3 separate regions of the Zea mays genome follow, and regions 2 and 3 are each linked to region 1. The links are chromatin contacts, called in public Hi-C maps. All regions are on one chromosome and are shown on one strand. The core of a region is the stretch at or near the end of the contact, and the rest is flanking DNA. Distances in the headings are between cores, read along the strand shown.

What was found. A called contact is a pair of places that touch in the nucleus more often than the background predicts.
Region 2: a contact with region 1 is called in a Hi-C map of ear, with 1.7 times the contacts expected there. The contact joins the enhancer-like site here to the promoter of LOC100284999 in region 1. A contact is called at or near these places in 4 of 25 Hi-C or Micro-C datasets (ear, endosperm, leaf and 1 more).
Region 3: a contact with region 1 is called in a Hi-C map of tassel, with 2.5 times the contacts expected there. The contact joins the promoter of LOC100286046 here to the promoter of LOC100284999 in region 1. A contact is called at or near these places in 5 of 25 Hi-C or Micro-C datasets (ear, leaf and tassel).

Annotation. Positions count from the first base shown.
Region 1 is chr6:113,388,829-113,391,554 of Zm-B73-REFERENCE-NAM-5.0, reverse strand. It overlaps LOC100284999 (myristoyl-acyl carrier protein thioesterase), which reads left to right and starts at 1,370. Exons shown (of 7, transcript NM_001157894.1): 1 at 1,370-1,646; 2 at 2,256-2,726. The coding sequence starts at 2,317.
Region 2 is chr6:113,598,306-113,601,031 of Zm-B73-REFERENCE-NAM-5.0, reverse strand. No RefSeq gene overlaps it. Among protein-coding and RNA genes, the nearest start is that of LOC103629798, 4.7 kb to the left of the region's middle. Within about 2 kb of position 1,346, at least 10 of the 20 cell types and tissues checked have an H3K27ac peak or open chromatin away from gene starts, as enhancers often do. A contact at or near this core is called in ear and root tip, where this site is marked.
Region 3 is chr6:113,561,307-113,564,032 of Zm-B73-REFERENCE-NAM-5.0, reverse strand. It overlaps LOC100286046, which reads right to left and starts at 1,335. Exons shown (of 2, transcript XM_008649761.2): 1 at 580-1,335; 2 at 1-139. The coding sequence starts at 1,179.

The sequences.
Region 1 (2,726 bases), core at 121-2,620:
CATTTTTCTTCTTCTTCTTCTTAAATACTCGCAACATCCCGAATTCGGGGTAGGACAGGTTGGTTTCTCCTATCCAAATGCTCCTTCTGGAGAGCTTTTTTTATCTGTGTTTTTTACTACTTTGGTAAAGCAAGTTCCTTGGTTCTTTTATTTTCTTTACTTTTTTTTATATAAACCTCTTCAGTTGCATATTTAAATGCTGGTTTCAGACTTCGGTTGTAGGAGCCGTGGCTTCGGCCCTCAATCTAGGCTCCAAGCGGAGATGCATTGCAGATTTGCAGTGGCTCTAATATTCACTCACCAGGCTCGTTATGCTCGTTTAGGTCTTGTTTGAATAGGAGTGGATTAAAAAGGATTGGAGGGATTAAATCATCTTCTATTTAAATTTGAATATGAAGGGATTTAATCTACTTCAATCAACTCTAATCCCTTTTGAAACGAACGGTCCTTATTAGGATATTTGACTATACGAAGGCCAACAAAATCTCCAGCACAAAGAAATCACTACTTTTTATATATTGTTTGAGACTAAAATATATGCCTTGTTCATAGGCAATACTATGGTTTAATGGAATATACTAGAGTATTTTATATTTATAAAGTGTTTGTTTGCTTTCATAAAAAATGTTTTTAAAAATCATAGTATTCTATATACTATTGATATTTTTCAAGTATTAGGCTGCCTTCAGCAAGGGTATGTATACGGTCCTGAACTTTAAATATAGAGATTTACAGGTTTCTTTCCGTGTCCAACAGCAGCCTGTAAAGCGTACTCTAAAATAGAGGAGCACTCGAGCATCCGCTATCCCTGGAGTTCTTCTGCTGGTCTGCTATCAGGCGCTAGCAATAGCTTGACCGTCCAAAAGCACTTGCCAGTCGTACGATCCGTACATTGGCAGGGGTAGGAGCAATACTGTTTGCTACAAAAATATTCTATTTATATAGTTGGTATGTTATAGAGGATGAACTTTAGAGTACGTTGTTGGAGACGGTGAAGATATAGAGTACGGAATATTTTAGAGAGAACTGTAAATGACATATAATATTCCTTTAGAAGATGAAATTTAGAGAACGTTGCTGGAGACAGCCTTAGAAATTACACTCTAATCTAAAGTTTTTATGCTACAGTTAGTTTTTACATAAATATCCTGGTTTACAATGTTGTATTTAAATAATGTTTTTTAGAACTATATATTCTTAGAGCAGGTAAAGCTATAGTATTGTTATAACAAATACAAAGTAGTATTATAACTATAATTTAAAAAAATATTAGTGCCAAACAGACTCTCGGATAAAAAGTTTTCTGACAGTATTTCTCTCTCTCCCAGATCTAATAAAAAGGAAAATTTGCCGCCTCCCCAGACTCCATGTTTTAAAAGGTCGCGGTGGGCAACGAGCCAACGACCGGTGCCAGCAGAGACGACCGGCCCCGGCCCCGCCCCGGCCGCAGCTGCCCGAAGCCGCCAAACACCGCCAGTCCCCCACCACATCCGCCAGAACCCTCTCCCTCCCTCCCTCCCTCCCTCATCGGCGCGCCGCCAATGGCCGTGTGGTGAAGCGCACCCGACGGAAGAAGCAGGCACCAACAGCCAAGCCCCCTTTGCCCTTGCCCTTGCCCTTGCCCTCGCCGCCGCCGTCCGCGGAAGGTTCGTTCCCTTGTGCGCCCCCCGCCCGCATTCCCTGTCCCTTCATCATAGATTCGTAGTAGCGGGGTTGAGTCTATTCCTGGTCGGATTGCCTGCGCACGGCCGCCATGTGGCTATTCCACCGGATCAGCTGCAGGAGCAGCTATTTCTGGGCGCTTCGCTGTTCGGCCGGCTAACGTACGGGCCCTGACAGCTGGGGTGAATCGCGGGAATCCAGGATCCTTTGCCCCGGTTGGATCTCGAGTTTCAGGAAAACCTGCGCCCCTCTTTCTTCTCGTTTCGCCGCTAGATTTGGGATTCCTGCAGCTTCTTTTCTTGGCCTCCTTCTCGTCCTTGTAGTCTTGGGTGAGCTTTTATTCTCATTTTTCGTATGCGTTTATTTCTTCTCATGTTTGCAGTATTTGAGCGGGCTGGTTTGACCGTCGTTTTGTACCCGTACTTCCTCGAAGCTCTGGCTGGTCATTTGTTGCTTGTACTTTGTACCCGTGATGCGCATTTACTGTGTAGTAGATCTTGCTTTCTTTGTGTTGCTTGAATCGGGTTAACGAGTTTTTTTGTTTGATTTTGTGGTTTCTGTTGATGCTAATTGCTGTTCTCGTGCTGAATCAGGTTGAGATCCCAGGATTCAGACTGGTGCCATTCGATTTGATTTGGCGCGGGGTACTTTCCTATGGCCGCCTCCATCGCGGCCTCGCCCTTCTTTCCAGGGTCGCCGGCGCCGGCCGCTCCTAAGAACGGCCTTGGAGAGCGCCCAGAGAGCCTGGACGTCCGCGGCGTTGCGGCGAAGCCGGGAGCCTCGTCTAATGCCGTGAGGGCGGGCAAGACGCGCGCCCACGCTGCCGTCCCCAAGGTGAACGGTGGCAAGTCTGCGGTGGCGGATGTGGAACACGAGACCGTAACTGTACCTTCGTCGGTGCCGAGGACTTTCTACAACCAGCTTCCCGACTGGAGCATGCTCCTTGCTGCCATCACGACCATCTTCTTGGCCGCCGAGAAGCAGTGGACGATGCTTGATTGGAAGCCCAGGCGGCCTGACATGCTCACTGACACTTTTGGGTTTGGCCGGATCATACATGATGG
Region 2 (2,726 bases), core at 97-2,596, 210 kb before region 1:
TAAGGCTACTTCAATGACCCGTGTGTCTATCTTCCGCTCTACTTTCGTTGAAGATACCATATATATAGAGGAGTCTCTTACTTCAAACCTTAGAGATGTTGGGTGATCATTCCTCCTATTTTACTCTTAGAATCGATGCACTCAACCATAGTGGTTTCTCTCTTTACCAAAAATGAGCCACTTCCTGCGCATGCTTGCTTACGATAGCGTTGCTGACTCCAGCGACGAGTATATCAAAATGGTGAAAAGCTCAGTCTTAGAGTGACTTAATTTTTTTTTGTAGGGGTGTCATTTTATGTTTTGGTGAGGAGTACAGTCGTTGTCTCGCCTTTGACGACTTTAGGTGTGTTTTAGCGAAGGGGAGGATAGATGATTTTCTGGTATGATTGGGAGTAGACCTAAGCATGGGCTACTCGACCCGACCAACTTGATCCGACCCGACAAAAAACCCGACCCAACACGACCAATGCAACAAGAGAGTATGAGCCATAGTTTTTTTTACCCATAATAATCCATGAACTGGATACATGCCATAGTTTTGACCCGCAATAATCTACGTACCAGGTACGAGCCTAGATTTTTGACCCAAAACACGATCCACCCGAAAAAACCCAGCCCAAAGCCAAAAAATCTAACCCAACCCAAATAAACCCGACCTGACATGTCCAACAGGGAGGCAGTGGCCAACCCGATTAAAAGATAAGTTTACTAGTGGTGACATTTGATTAAAAGATAAGTTTATTAGTGGTGTGTTGGATTAAAAGATAAGTTTACTAGTGGTGACATTTGATCTCTGACCATCATACTCGAGACAGTTGCCTCGTGTGACTTATGGATTTGACATGTTTTTTGGTAGGGTCAAACAACGACGTTAACATGCTGAACCAATTGTTGTTATTCACTGACGTGCTCAAGGGAGAAGCACCAAATGTGAATTTTATGATGAATGGGCATAATTACAACAAGGATACCACCTCGCTGATGGCATCTACTCCCGATAACCGGTGTTTGTGAAGACCATTCTCCTCCCACAGACTCCAAGTAGCAGATGTTTGTTGCATGCCAGGAAGGCATGCAAAACGACATAGATAGACCATCTAGGATCCTCAAGGGCTCAAGGCTTGCTTCCATATTGTCACTACCCTAGGTTATTATTTTCTCCACAAGTACTCGGTATGATCATGCTTCCATATTATCACTACCCTAGGTTATTATTTTTCCCACCAAGTACTCGGTATGCAGGGGCGAAGGGCCCGTTATGGCCAAATATGGCACGCGTCATACCTCAACTCGGCCCAGTAAAAAAGTGAAACCTAGCTATTCAGCCCAGCCCGCGCCATACCTCCGTCTCAGCACAGCACAGCCGACGCAGCACAACTGCACAAGATGGCCGCTCACGGCTCGCCCGCTCCTCGCCTGGCCGGCCGACCGCCTGCTCGTCCGTCCACGGCCGTGGCCGCTGCCCGCCTCCGTCTCTGGCTCTGGCTCTGGCTTGCTGCTTCCTGCGGGCTGCGGTCCTACATGGCCGCCTCTGCCTTCCTGCTGTGTGCGGCTCGTTGGGCGTTGGCCGCCCGGCGGCCGCACGGTCGTGCTCCACCTCCACTGCTCCACGACTGCTTCTGCTTGCCTGCTTTGTTGCTTGCTTTGATGTTTGCTTTGCTTTGCTGTGCCTGCTCCGCCTGCTTCGGTCGTGCTCCACTGCTCCGCCTGCTTGCTTTGCTGCTTGCAAATTCGGCTGCTTGCAAATTGCAAATTCTCCTAGACGTAACTAAAATAATTGTTGATTGGCATATAATCTATAAGGGATTCTTCATCTAAGGTACTTTTTAATGATATTTTTATACTAAAATTTTGTTTTACTGCAAGATATGTCTTTGTCATTGCCATACCTTATTTTTGGGTCGTGCTCCGCCACTGTCGGTATGATCATGCGTGCTTGTATCATTACACACAACATAATCATTAAGGATGAATATGAAGGAGCATATGATGTGCATAACTATGAGTTAGTCGAGTTCTTCGTTGCAACACTAACCATCACTTTTGAAGTATCCATGAGCTTTGCAGCCATTCTGCAACGTGAGGCTGCAATCCATGCTAGTTCGGCTCATGATCTGCTCTAAAATAATTTAATGGAGCATATCTAAAATGTGCACATGGAATTTGATTTTATTTTTTAATGCTCTCTCCTTTTATACTAAAGCATATCTGGAATATATCTAGTGCTCTCTATAGCATCTTAGAGTGGTTCTGTTTGTGGCTTCCCACATGCAATAGTGATTGTTTTTTTTTTCTAATTATCATTTGTAGTAAAAAAATTCAAAATTAAAACAGGCTACATTAGATTTTAATTTTCCCACAAAAATTATTTTTAAACCATATTTTATTTATACGGTAAAGCGGTAGAAGCGTACAACATTTGTGTGCAGAGCCATGCCGGAAAAAACCAGGACCCTGTACAAAACTATTTAATAAAATATCTTCTCATCAAATCACTAAAAAATAAAATTGTAAGAATATAAATAAACAAAATAATTAATAAATTATTTCAAAAGCAAAGTTAGCAAATAAATATATATACATATACTAAGATACCGGAGGTACCTTGTAATTTGGTTGGTTTTTTCCTAAGTACATTTGAACGTTCACAACCAAAGCTAAAGCTGATAACTTATAGATGCTATTTGAGTCCCTAATATATATGAATAGGATAGGGTCTGTAGCCT
Region 3 (2,726 bases), core at 86-2,585, 170 kb before region 1:
CGGGCCTCACGCGGGGCTCCGGCAGCCCGCGGGCGAGGTCGCCCACGGCGCTCAGGAACTGCGCCGCGCCCGTGCCGTCCGCCACCGCGTGGTTGGTGCGCAGGCCCACCACGAAGCCGCCGCAGGTGAAGGCCGTGACCTGGCAAATAACGGCATAAAGAATTCACACATCCCGTTACGAGGCAGTAATTGTTCATATTCTATTGTTTGTTACTGGTAGTTAGTGCAAGTTTTAACTTGATGGAGAAAGAAGACCAATGAACTTGGAGATCCACCAGTTGACTTCTAAACCAACACCGTCAGGTTTTGCTTTGTTCAAAGCCTTGCCAATACGTATTATATAGGAGTAATATGCTAAATCATATCATCGAAATATATTTGTGAAAGTACACGGTCGTCTTTCTGACAACTTTTATGTTCCAAATTCCAATCATGCATGCAGTACGTTGGCTTTGCACGAAAGTTTGGTGTGTTCTATTTATACGGTCGTCGTCCTATCCAACCACTGCTTCTAACGCATCTCCTCGTTCGCCATTCTGCGCGTCAGAACAAGATATATGTACAGTGCGAAGCGTGCACCTGTATCATGGCAAGGCTGTTGTGCGGCAAGACGGGCCAGAGCTCCGGCGTGGGGCACGGCACGAGCTGCTCCTTGGCGAGGAGCAGCGGCCGCTCCAGGAAGTTGACGTCGGCGAGGGTGCAGTTGGCCACGGCCTCCACGAAGTAGACGCCCTCGGCAGAGCACAGCACGGCGGGGCGCCCCGGCACGTCCTCCACGATCCGGCCCGCGAACGGGTAGTAGTGCACCAGCGCGTCCGCCAGCGCGGCGCGCACCACCGCGGCCGGGGACTTCTTGGTGATCACCTCCTTCTTCGTCGGCGCCAGTGCGTCGGCGTCGCCCTCGGCCGGCGCAGCAGGCAGCAGCAGCGTCTTCGCGACGTCGTCGCAGCAGTAGATGTGCGTGGACTCGACGAGGCCGCGGTGCGTCGGGTACCGGTCGACCCAGGCCAGGGGCAGCGTCTCCGACGGCGTGTCGGCGGACGGCCGCACGGGGCCCTCGGATAGCTTGGTCACCGTGAAGATGCCCATGGCTCTGTGGTGGTCTTGTCGTCGCGCGCGTATGGCGGGGGCGATCAGAATTGTAAGGAGACGGCAGGCTCTCTGTGGGCGCGGGAGCATGACAGCATGCAGCGAGCGGCGCCGGGGTTTTATAGGACCAGCAGTCACTCCGGTACGGTAGTTGGGCGCCAACTTCTCCACGCATTTTTGTTACACCAGTTTTTTTTATTCATGAACTAGCATCAAGAAAAGACAAGAAGAGAAGGTGCTGTAAGAATGAAGACAAACTCTGATAGTTAGATGTAGATTAGATGAAATTTTGTCTGTAAGAATGAAGAGAAGGTAGGGATGAGATGTTCCGCCTACAGCTCAATTTCTTTTTTTAATTCAAAAATTGCATATATATAGTACAGCGTCCACTAGCTAATTTGACTTGTGTGTTCGTCCTCCAACCGCAATTGCACCGTGCCCATTGAAATCTGTTGATCGGCGGTGCATTCTAGTTAGGTAGCATTATTAGAGCAAGAAGTTTCGAATTCAATACCTTACCTTCAATTACTAGTACACAGAAGATTTATAGTGGCGGTTATGAACCTATTTTTATTAACGTTTTTTAGAACCGCTGATGCTAGGCGTCAGTTGAAATCATCATTTTCATATATGGATAATCGAGTACCGCCATTGATTTCACTCTCGCGCATACTCTTCGCTACCACTCCGTAAATTACATGCTTTGTGTCTAGTTTGTAGTTTTGTTGTCCACATATTACAAACAACTGAGTGTAAATTGTTTATTTGAGACCATAAACAAATTCAAATAAAAAACTTGTCAACTACAAAGTTAAATAACTTTTGAAGTTCTACAACTTTTATTTTGACACTTTTTTCATCCGATGTCGTTTGCAAAATCTGAATCTTAAATTTGACAAATTTAGATGCAATTTTTGAGAGCCGAAATGATTTCAAATAAAAACTTTGTTAACTATAAAGTTTCATAACTTTTAGAGAACTATAATTTTTATTTTGGTGGTTTTATCATACGAGACCGTTTGAAAAACTTAAAAAATAAGGATAAAAATAATTTTTAGTGACGGTAACCTTTACTAAAAATAGCAAAGTCAGTTGATAACCGAATCCGCCTGTAAAAATATACCACACCGTATAATTTAAGCCTTTTTCTACAAGTGAATTAGACGAAGCGAGCCTGCAGTGACAAAGAGAGTTGAACTATATGCCAGTATATTTCTACGTCGGCTGTGATTAATAAACACTTTTACGAACTCATCAGCATAACAGTAGACTTGGTTTGCAATGAGGCGTGCAATACCAATGACCCATTTGAAAATGCCAGCAATACCCATTGCGCCCTGCCAATATAATGCAATTGAGCAGCAAGTTACACAAGTCTCCGCTATACTGGTTGGCATGTTGTTTGACTCCACCACCGTAAAGCTTTTTATTGTTCGTCATCAAGTGATGCATCAACTCAGTTGTTTCAAACGCGACAAAACTGATAATCGATAATTGGCCTAAAAGAATATAACAGCTACACAGTGGCGGATACATGATTGATCCAATAGAGGCGCTAAGGCTATAAAAAATTAAACAAAAAAATATAATTAATATTTAATATGACACAAGAAACAAAATATAATTTAAACATTCAA